2 separate regions of the Mus musculus genome follow, and region 2 is linked to region 1. A link is a contact called in public HiChIP or PLAC-seq data. All regions are on one chromosome and are shown on one strand. The core of a region is the stretch at or near the end of the contact, and the rest is flanking DNA. Distances in the headings are between cores, read along the strand shown. Region 1 holds the start of Ces2e (carboxylesterase 2E). Region 2 overlaps Ces2h (carboxylesterase 2H).

Region 1 (4,435 bases), core at 161-2,660:
AGTCTGTAAAGGCTATTCTCTTTCAAACCACTACACCAGTAGAGCTGAGAAAGTCTTGTATTAAGAGGAAGCACCAGGAAGCCCTGAAAACTTGAAGATGCTGATTCCTTGACCCTGAGAAAGAAGGAACTGAAGACGACCTCGTAGCCCTACAGCGCATCAGTTTCTTTGCTCAAGGAACTGAGAGGAGGGAGAGGAGCAGCCAGTGAGGGCTGGGACAGCAGACTGGTCAGGAGTGCATTGCAGCCACTACATTGAAACAATAGCCAGTGTTGGTAGGGAAAGGCTTGGCTGTATCATGCTTGCAGAGACAGAGAAGCCTTAAGGATGTAGCTCCGCCCGCAGTGCTAGGCCCATAAATTATCAGGATCTGGAAATACAGAGTGAAGGCAAATTCTCAGACTTCAGGCTTACTTTGATCCCTGTATCATGCCCTCTAGGAGATCCGTTGGGCATTGTGGGAGCTCCTAGTCCTGTACTCTTTGGTGTGTTCTGCCAGGGTTCTTTGTGATTATTACACACCTAGTGTAGACCTGTACCTTTGGCTTTATCATAGACTCTGAGAGCTCAGACACTGAGAGTTCAGTGTTAGACTAGCAGGACCTGAGTAAATGTTTGCTAAGTGAAGACCAGGAGATGGCACAATGTGCCAAGGAATTTTCAAAAGGCCAGAGACCTAAAATGGGTCCCCTATATCCACATGGTGGAATGATCTGACTGACGGAAGAGGCATTTCACATGTGTGGCATGGCATTCACACATGCATATAAACACATGCACAAGAAAGAAAGAAATAGAAAAAAATGGAAAGTGCTCCTTAAGTAGATAAAGAACTATGAAAGTTGATCTCAGCAGGAGCTGGCTAAAAGAGGAAACATATATTACAGAGGTGGTGTGAATAAGGAATGAGACTTGCGAAGTGCCACATTGTGGTGTTTCAGTGAAATAGCCAGGACACATGTGGAGGGGTCCATATAGACCCTAAGATCACTGTAATGGACATATTCTGAACACATTCTCTCCCTCCTTCCCTCTCTTCTCCCCCTCCCTCCCCCTCCCCTCTCTTATCTTGAATACATACCTACTTGAAGAAGCCCCCCAGGCTGTCTCTGTTACAGATTCCTGTTCTCTGAACTCCAGAACAACACTAACATCTGCCCAATGAGTACAAGGACAGTGATCATGGTTTGAATTGACTTAGGCTTGAATATAGGACTCCCTGTGTTACAGAAGGACTTCAGATGGCATGATATACCTTTCTAGGAGGCCAAAGAGCAGGAATAGAGATTGCTTTGGCTTCCTGCTGGCCTGCTCTTCTTTGGCAATACGAACTTTGCCCCGCCCTAGTGAATTTCCTGCCTACTTTATTTTAGGTCCAAATTCCTGCCTAGGCAAGACCCACATCTTTTATTTCCTGTCCATAGCACACAGATATCCTGGAGCAACACAGACTCAGATCTAAGAGCTGACTATGCCACTATACAAACTTCTTGGATGGCTGAATGCTGTGGCCTGTGGGGTCCTGCTTCTCGTTCTGCATGTGCAAGGTGAGAGTCATTCAGTGAGCAATGAGGAACAGGTCAGAGCTGCTCAGTTCCTCGGAGTCAGCAGGTTCGTTTGTGGGAGGGAAGTCACCAGGGAGGGAAAAGCTGGTAAAGATGGCAGATAAAAAGGGTGGAAAATGTGTGCCTCCCAATGCCTTCACCAAAGCCCACAGAGTGAACCCTGCTGCACATAGAGGGTCAGCAATACCTATGAACACCCCTTTCCAAAAACAATCATTCCAGTGGAAGAAGGGCTAAGAAGTGCTGCACCTGAAGGTTAGAGGAAAGAGAGCAAAGGTATCATTTCCTCTCTCCCTGTGTGACTGTGGCTGCTACAGACCTTTCGGTGATGATGAAAAGAATACATCCATGCTGTCAAGTGGCTCTGAGCATGTCTCCTCCTTAGAGACATGCCCTGCTACCATTCAAAAGGAGTATAAGTAATGTTCCTGGCTTGGGGGTTATGTAGAAGCTCCTACTCGCACATCCCACACCTGAGCCTACACACCCCAAATTCCCTTCCCCATGGGCACTTAGTGAAAATAAGGTGGGAATAAACCATGTAGTGGCAACTGCCTGGGCAAAACTAACCATGTTGGCATCTCCACCCACAGGTCAGGACTCAGCCAGCCCCATCAGGAACACACACACAGGCCAGGTGAGAGGCAGCCTTGTCCACGTGAAGGACACTGACATCGCTGTTCATACCTTCCTGGGAATCCCCTTTGCCAAGCCTCCTGTAGGACCACTGCGCTTTGCACCTCCTGAGGCCCCTGAGCCATGGAGTGGGGTGAGGGATGGGACCTCACATCCAAACATGTAAGTTTTGGACCTAGACAATTGCAGGCCGGGGGTAAAAGCATGCTTTAAGCTCTGGGAGCAAATGAAATGCTTCCTTCTTCTCAACCCCATAGAAGTTTTCTGTCTATGATGTGCAGTGCGTTGTGCATTTTTAGATACATAGCTAAGGCTTCTAATAGAAAAAACTTTGCCAGTCTCCTGGGTCAAAGATCAGTTCCTATACGTTATCTCTCAGTTTTGCAGTGAGAAACAGATATGAATGGTTCCTAGATTCAGAATATGCCAAGTGATCTCTGCCACCATAAATGAGGTCTATGGACAAAGGTCAGTATAAACACCTTAACCAGCAAGAGCCCAGAGTCAAGTATAATGTACTATAAGTCTCTCAGGAGGGCAGCAGTGATGTGTCCTTTCACAACTCCAGCCTCTACAGTTCCTCATACAACCAAAGGAGCCAAGTGCCATTGTCCAAAGAAACATATAAAACCTTCCTCTGAAGATTACGTGTGAAGTAGAGGTCCTGAGAGTTTCTGGAAGTAGGGTAAAGAACATCCCATGGGTCTTTGGGACATTGTTTTTGGGACATTGTCCACTGCACCCCTTAGTGCCTGTGTAGGTATTGCACAACATTATCTTGGTATCTTCATTTTGTTTCTTGTAGCTGTGATAAAATACCTGGTAAAAAGCAGGTTAAGACAGAAACTGTTTATTATGGGTCACAACTCCATGTTACCATAGACTACAAGGGGGAAACTTAAGGGAATAAATAATATCACATCTTTAAATGGGACCAGAGAGCAAGGAATGCATACCTACTGCCTAATGTTCAGTTTGCCTTCTCTGTTCATACTATTCAGAAGCCCCTTCTTAGAGAATGGTTCCCCCCATGGTTGAAAAGTTTACCACCTCAATTAACAGAATCAAGGAAATCCCCATAGGCTAACCTGATCTAGACAATCCTTCACTGAGACTATATTCCCAAGTGATTCTATGTTATCTTAAGGTAAAAATTAAGACTAACCTTCTCAATAGGCATTAAAGAGTACTAACAGAACTGGTGCTTATCGCTGCTCACGGGAAATTATTCTCATAGAGCCTCCAGGAGTTCCCCAGAAGCCAAACTCAAAAAAGAATAAAATATATGCCTTCACCCAAGTGGGGACCTCTCTGGAAATCTGATTCTACCTCAGATTTCAATAAGCCTGCAGCCTTTACCATGGTAGGAAAAGGAAATCTTAGGGATACTAGAAAGCACAAAAAACCTGAGTTCTGCTACCGTGTAGACCCTCGTGGGTTCAAGAAGACCTTCTTATCCACTATTGGCAGCTGAACCCTAGGTATAGGACACTGAGCAATGGAGTGCTGGGGTGTCAGAGGTTCTGTTCCAGGAACTAACTCTTTAGAGAGAATCATACATTAGCAGGACAACTTGGAGGGAAGTGGCTAAAAGTGGCTGAGAGACAACCCAGACTGATAAGACCTGATATTGACCAGTAAATATCTCTTGTATTAACTGTCTGCCATTGTCATCAGGTGTCTACAAAATGACAATTTGATGGGTTCAGAGGATCTGAAGATGATGAACTTGATCCTGCCTCCCATCTCTATGTCTGAGGACTGCCTGTATCTCAACATCTATGTACCAGCCCATGCCCATGAGGGTTCTAACCTACCTGTGAGAGCTGGGTCATGGTCAACTGGGTGGCAGTGGGGTTTTCTTTCTTAGGAAGATTAGAAAGCACAAAACAACTGAGTTCTGCTATAGTGTAGACCCTAGTGGTTCAATAAGACCTTCTTACCCACAATTGGCAGCTGAACACTAGGGACACTGAGCAATGGAGCACTGGGAGGTCAGAGGTTGTGTTCCAGGAACTAACTCGGGACTTTCTCAACCAAGTTGATCCCTAGAGATGCAGTCAGGTTCCTAAGGGCTGAACACTGAGATAAGCCAAATTTCCAGCTTTGGGATATTGTTTGTGCCAATGAGATCTGGCAATCCTTTTGGTTTATAATTAGAAAAAAATGCATATGGAGACACCCTTCTTTGCTTTTGAGGAGTCTAGAGTGATATTGACATTACTCTAGACTGA
Region 2 (3,874 bases), core at 618-3,117, 84 kb after region 1:
GGGAAGGCAGAGCACAAGTAGTCATAAGATACCCTTGGCACATGCGCAGATTATTTGTTTACCACTTAGAACACAGCTGTCAGCGCCATCTTGTAACGGCGAATGTGGGCGCGGCTCCCAACACCTATAGCTAAGCTACAGGCAAGTACTAAACAACATGACCACGCCCTCCGTGGCCATTTGACTCTAATGTATCATTGCCCTAGCCAGAGTGTTAGCATGGTTTTCTCAGAGGTACTCAAGTAAGATTACTTGCTCTTGGGAATAAAGGAGCCCAGTCCTGCCACTGAAACTAGAGCTGAGAGGTCACAGGATTCCTTTTACATCAAATATCTGGCCAGGCTGGGACAGTGGCATGACTCAGCTTTTAGGGGGAAGGAGAGAGCACTCTGTGCCTGCTAAGCAGTTTGCACCTTATCTGGAGTTAAGTGGACAGAACATCAGAGCATGTCCCTCCATCTCTATCCTCTCTCCCTCAAGGGCCCCTCCTGAAGGCCCTAATTCCTGCCACCCATTTCCACTCTGCCCAGGAGGAAGGCCACTTGCCTATCCTTCGTGCCTTACCTCCAATGGCCTTTTCCCTTGTATGATTCAATACCACTCTCAAAAGTCACCAGGACCCTCCAGGCAAGAGGTATGCTCAGCCTCCCAAATGGCTCCCCTTTTAAATGGTCCTTAGCTTGAGCCCACATCAGAAAGCATCATTAACAAGTCTTAGAAGAGCACACATGTGGAAGCTGCCCTCTTCTATCTCATCTGCTCCTGGTCCTTCCACAGGAAATATCAAGGTCCCTGGGACACACACACAGAGCTCTGGAGTTTATCTAAGAATGAATGAAGTCTCTGGCCCTTACTTACAACCAAAATAATTACAGATTCCCTCTATTTCTGTCATCACAATTTAACTCTGCCTAACACAGAGATCACCTCACAGTACGAGTTAGAGATCCCTAATACCACTCAGTAGAAGGCTTCACTTCAAAAATAATCAGTTAATTTGACAAGTCTAACGTTGTGGATGTTATAGCATATTCTTATCTATTGCTGTACCAAGCACAGCCAGCATGAGGCGTCAGTGGCTGGCAAATGGAGTTAAACCTCATGGGTAGAGATCTCTTTCCACATGAAACCCTGTGTGGACAGCATGTGACAGGGAAGGGGTGGGTGTGCCTTTTCACATGGAAATCTCAGCAGGTTGGATCGCGGTGCCAGGGGAAGTGGTTTTGTTTAGGCCGCAGTTGAGAGTTTGAAAATCCATGATCAGGTGGCTCACTCCAGTGAGGCTCTGTGGAGGTCTCCTAACTATGTCACAACACGCTGATGGCATTTCACAGTAGGAACATGTAGGAGAGAGCACTCACGGTGAAAGAAACAATCTGCCTTGGGAATGGCCATTGTTACTTCTGTCTGAGAGTTCTGTCTCTCACTCTCACTGCAAGACCTAACCTGCTTCAAAACTCCAGCAGTAATTCCTGTATGAAGAGACCCATGAATCAGGCTCCTTCCACTAGACACTATTTCTTAAAGGCTCCACTACCTTAACAGCAGCACCCTAGGGTAAGCATCCAGGATATGAACCTCTGAGGGACAAAATAGACCCACATCACAGCATATTATCCCAATCCCCAGATTCATGTCCTTCTCACAGTACAAAATATGCTCAGGCCATGCTTTTGGTCCCTTAACTCCTTTGGACATGATCCCAAAGTCCTAAGTCCCATCCGAAATTCAAGGAAAATCCCTTCTAGCTGGGAGTCTTCAAAAAACAACTTTGATAGTTGATAGTTGAAAAAGTGAATGTTGAAACAGGCACAGAGTAAACAGTCTGTGTGCCGGTTGGTTTTTGCCAGCCTGACACAATCCTAAAGATATCTGGGGAAAGGGAATCTAAACTGAGAAATGAATTCCAGCAGATTGGCCTGTAGGCAAGCCTGTGGGAGCATTTTCTTGATTAATGATTAATGTGGGAGAGTCCAGCTCATTATGAAAACTGCCTCCCCTTATTATATGTAAGAAAGCAGGCTAAGCAAAGCATGGAGAATAGACCAGTGGATGGGTTTCCTTCAGGGCCGCTGTTCTCAACCTTCCTAATGCGGGGACCCTTTGATATGATCCTCATGTTGAAAGATACCTAACCATAAAATGATCTGTTGCTGCTTCATAATTGTAATTTTGCTACTGTTATGATTGCAATGTTCATAATCTGATATGCAAGATATTCACAGGTTGAGAACCAGTGCTCCCAGGTCTCTGCTTCAGTTCCTGCCTTGAGTTCCTGCCCTGCCTTCCCTTCAGGACTGTAAGCTGTAAGATGAAATAAACCCCTTCCTCTTCCAAGTTGCCTTCAGTCATGATGGGCTTATTCTGTCTTGTTCTCTTTTGTTTTTGTTTTTGTTTTTTATAGCGATAGAAAGCTGACTCTAACACTTCCATTGCAAAAGAATGAACAGAAAAATAGAAAAGAGTGTCAGGGCCCAAGAAAACTCAAAAAAAAAAAAAAAACAAGCAGGAGAGATAGTCTCTCAAAACTGCAAGTCCAGCATGCTGTACTCATGGGAACAGGCACTGGACCCCAGAGACTCAAGTGTCCCCATCCATGTGACACTGCTTGCTATACTAGTTACTTTTTTTTATTCCTGTCACATGACCAAAGCAACTTATACAAGGAAGGGTTTATTTGGGCTTATAGTTTCAGAAAAATACAAGTCCAGAATGGCAAAGCTACCATGGCAGTCAGATGCAGATTTGGCGACAGATGGAGTGTAGAGCTCACATCTCACACTCTAAGAGACTGAAATTGAAAATAGTGCATAGTTTTTGAGACCTCAAAAGCAAGCCTAGTGACTTCCTCCAGCGAAACCACGCCTTCCAAACGAACTGAAACAGCGCCACCAACTGGGGATCAAATATTCAAACATCTGGGCATAAGGAGAGCATTCGTATTCGAACCGCCACCCTGGTGCTCTCTCACAGTGTGTGCCATGGCCTCCTGGCTTTCAGAGGCTGCTGCTGCTGCCAATTGCCTGATTTTGTATAGTTCCGGAATCTCAAAAGCCATGGTCCCACCCTCACAGCTAGCAAGGCATTCTGGGGGGAAACCTTGACATTGCCGCTGGGGTGGAGCCTCCCGGGGTTTTCGTAGACATCCCAGTGGAACCTACTATGAACTAATAGACCTGGAATTCTGTGTCCAGGTAAACACACAGAGATCTGCTGCTACTTGATCCCGTTTGGGCCAGTGTCAAGAGCCATCCCGAGGCTGGCTCAACCATGGCTAGCATGCAGCATCATACCGTAATCTAAGGAGCAGAATCCTAAAGCTACCCTGAACATTGAGCACGTGGAAAGCTCTGTTTTTGAACCTTCCAAAGCTTCCCTGTTTGTGCTAGTAGGCAGCTAGAGGGAGAATGTGTTAGCAAAATGGAGGATTTCTGTGATGTCTTCAGAGTGCTTTTTTTTTTCCCATTGTTACGGGGCGTTCCTCTGAGCCTGGCTTCCTTCTACCCATAGCACATTCTTCCGTGCCTTCATATACTTTTTTAAATTAATGATTTATCTATTTTTATATTATGTGTATTGGTGCTTTGCCTGCATCTATGTCTTTGGGAGGGTGTCAGATCCCCTGGAACTGGAGTTATAGGCAGGTGTGAGATGCCATGTGTGTGTTGAGAATTGAACCCTGTTTCTCTGGGAGAGCAGCCAGTGCTCTTAACCACTGAGCCATCTCTCCAGCCCCAACATCTTTTCCCACTTTGGTTTGTTGTTGTTGTTTTGTTTTGTTTTGTTTTGTTTTGAGACAGGGTTTTTCTGTGTAGCCATGGTTGTCCTGGAACTTAGTCTCTAGATTGGGCTGGCCTTGAACTCAGAGATTCAC

The links. HiChIP or PLAC-seq counts read pairs in DNA pulled down with a chosen protein or histone mark.
Region 2: an H3K4me3 HiChIP or PLAC-seq map of intestinal villus epithelium shows a contact between it and region 1, with 6 read pairs. The contact joins the enhancer-like site here to the promoter of Ces2e in region 1. A contact is called at or near these places in 4 of 39 promoter capture datasets (embryonic stem cells and liver), 1 of 484 Hi-C or Micro-C datasets (nephron progenitors), 2 of 115 datasets of contacts at active chromatin or transcription factors (intestinal crypt epithelium and intestinal villus epithelium) and 1 of 9 other capture datasets (adipose tissue).

What each region holds. Positions count from the first base shown.
Region 1 is chr8:104,924,850-104,929,284 of GRCm38.p6, forward strand. It overlaps Ces2e (carboxylesterase 2E), which reads left to right and starts at 1,411. Exons shown (of 12, transcript NM_172759.3): 1 at 1,411-1,547; 2 at 2,159-2,363; 3 at 3,879-4,020. The coding sequence starts at 1,472.
Region 2 is chr8:105,008,389-105,012,262 of GRCm38.p6, forward strand. The region is part of intron 1 of Ces2h (carboxylesterase 2H); the gene reads left to right. Among named protein-coding and RNA genes, the nearest start is that of Ces2h, 9.5 kb to the left of the region's middle. Within about 2 kb of position 1,868, at least 9 of the 459 cell types and tissues checked have an H3K27ac peak or open chromatin away from gene starts, as enhancers often do. A contact at or near this core is called in intestinal crypt epithelium, intestinal villus epithelium and liver, where this site is marked.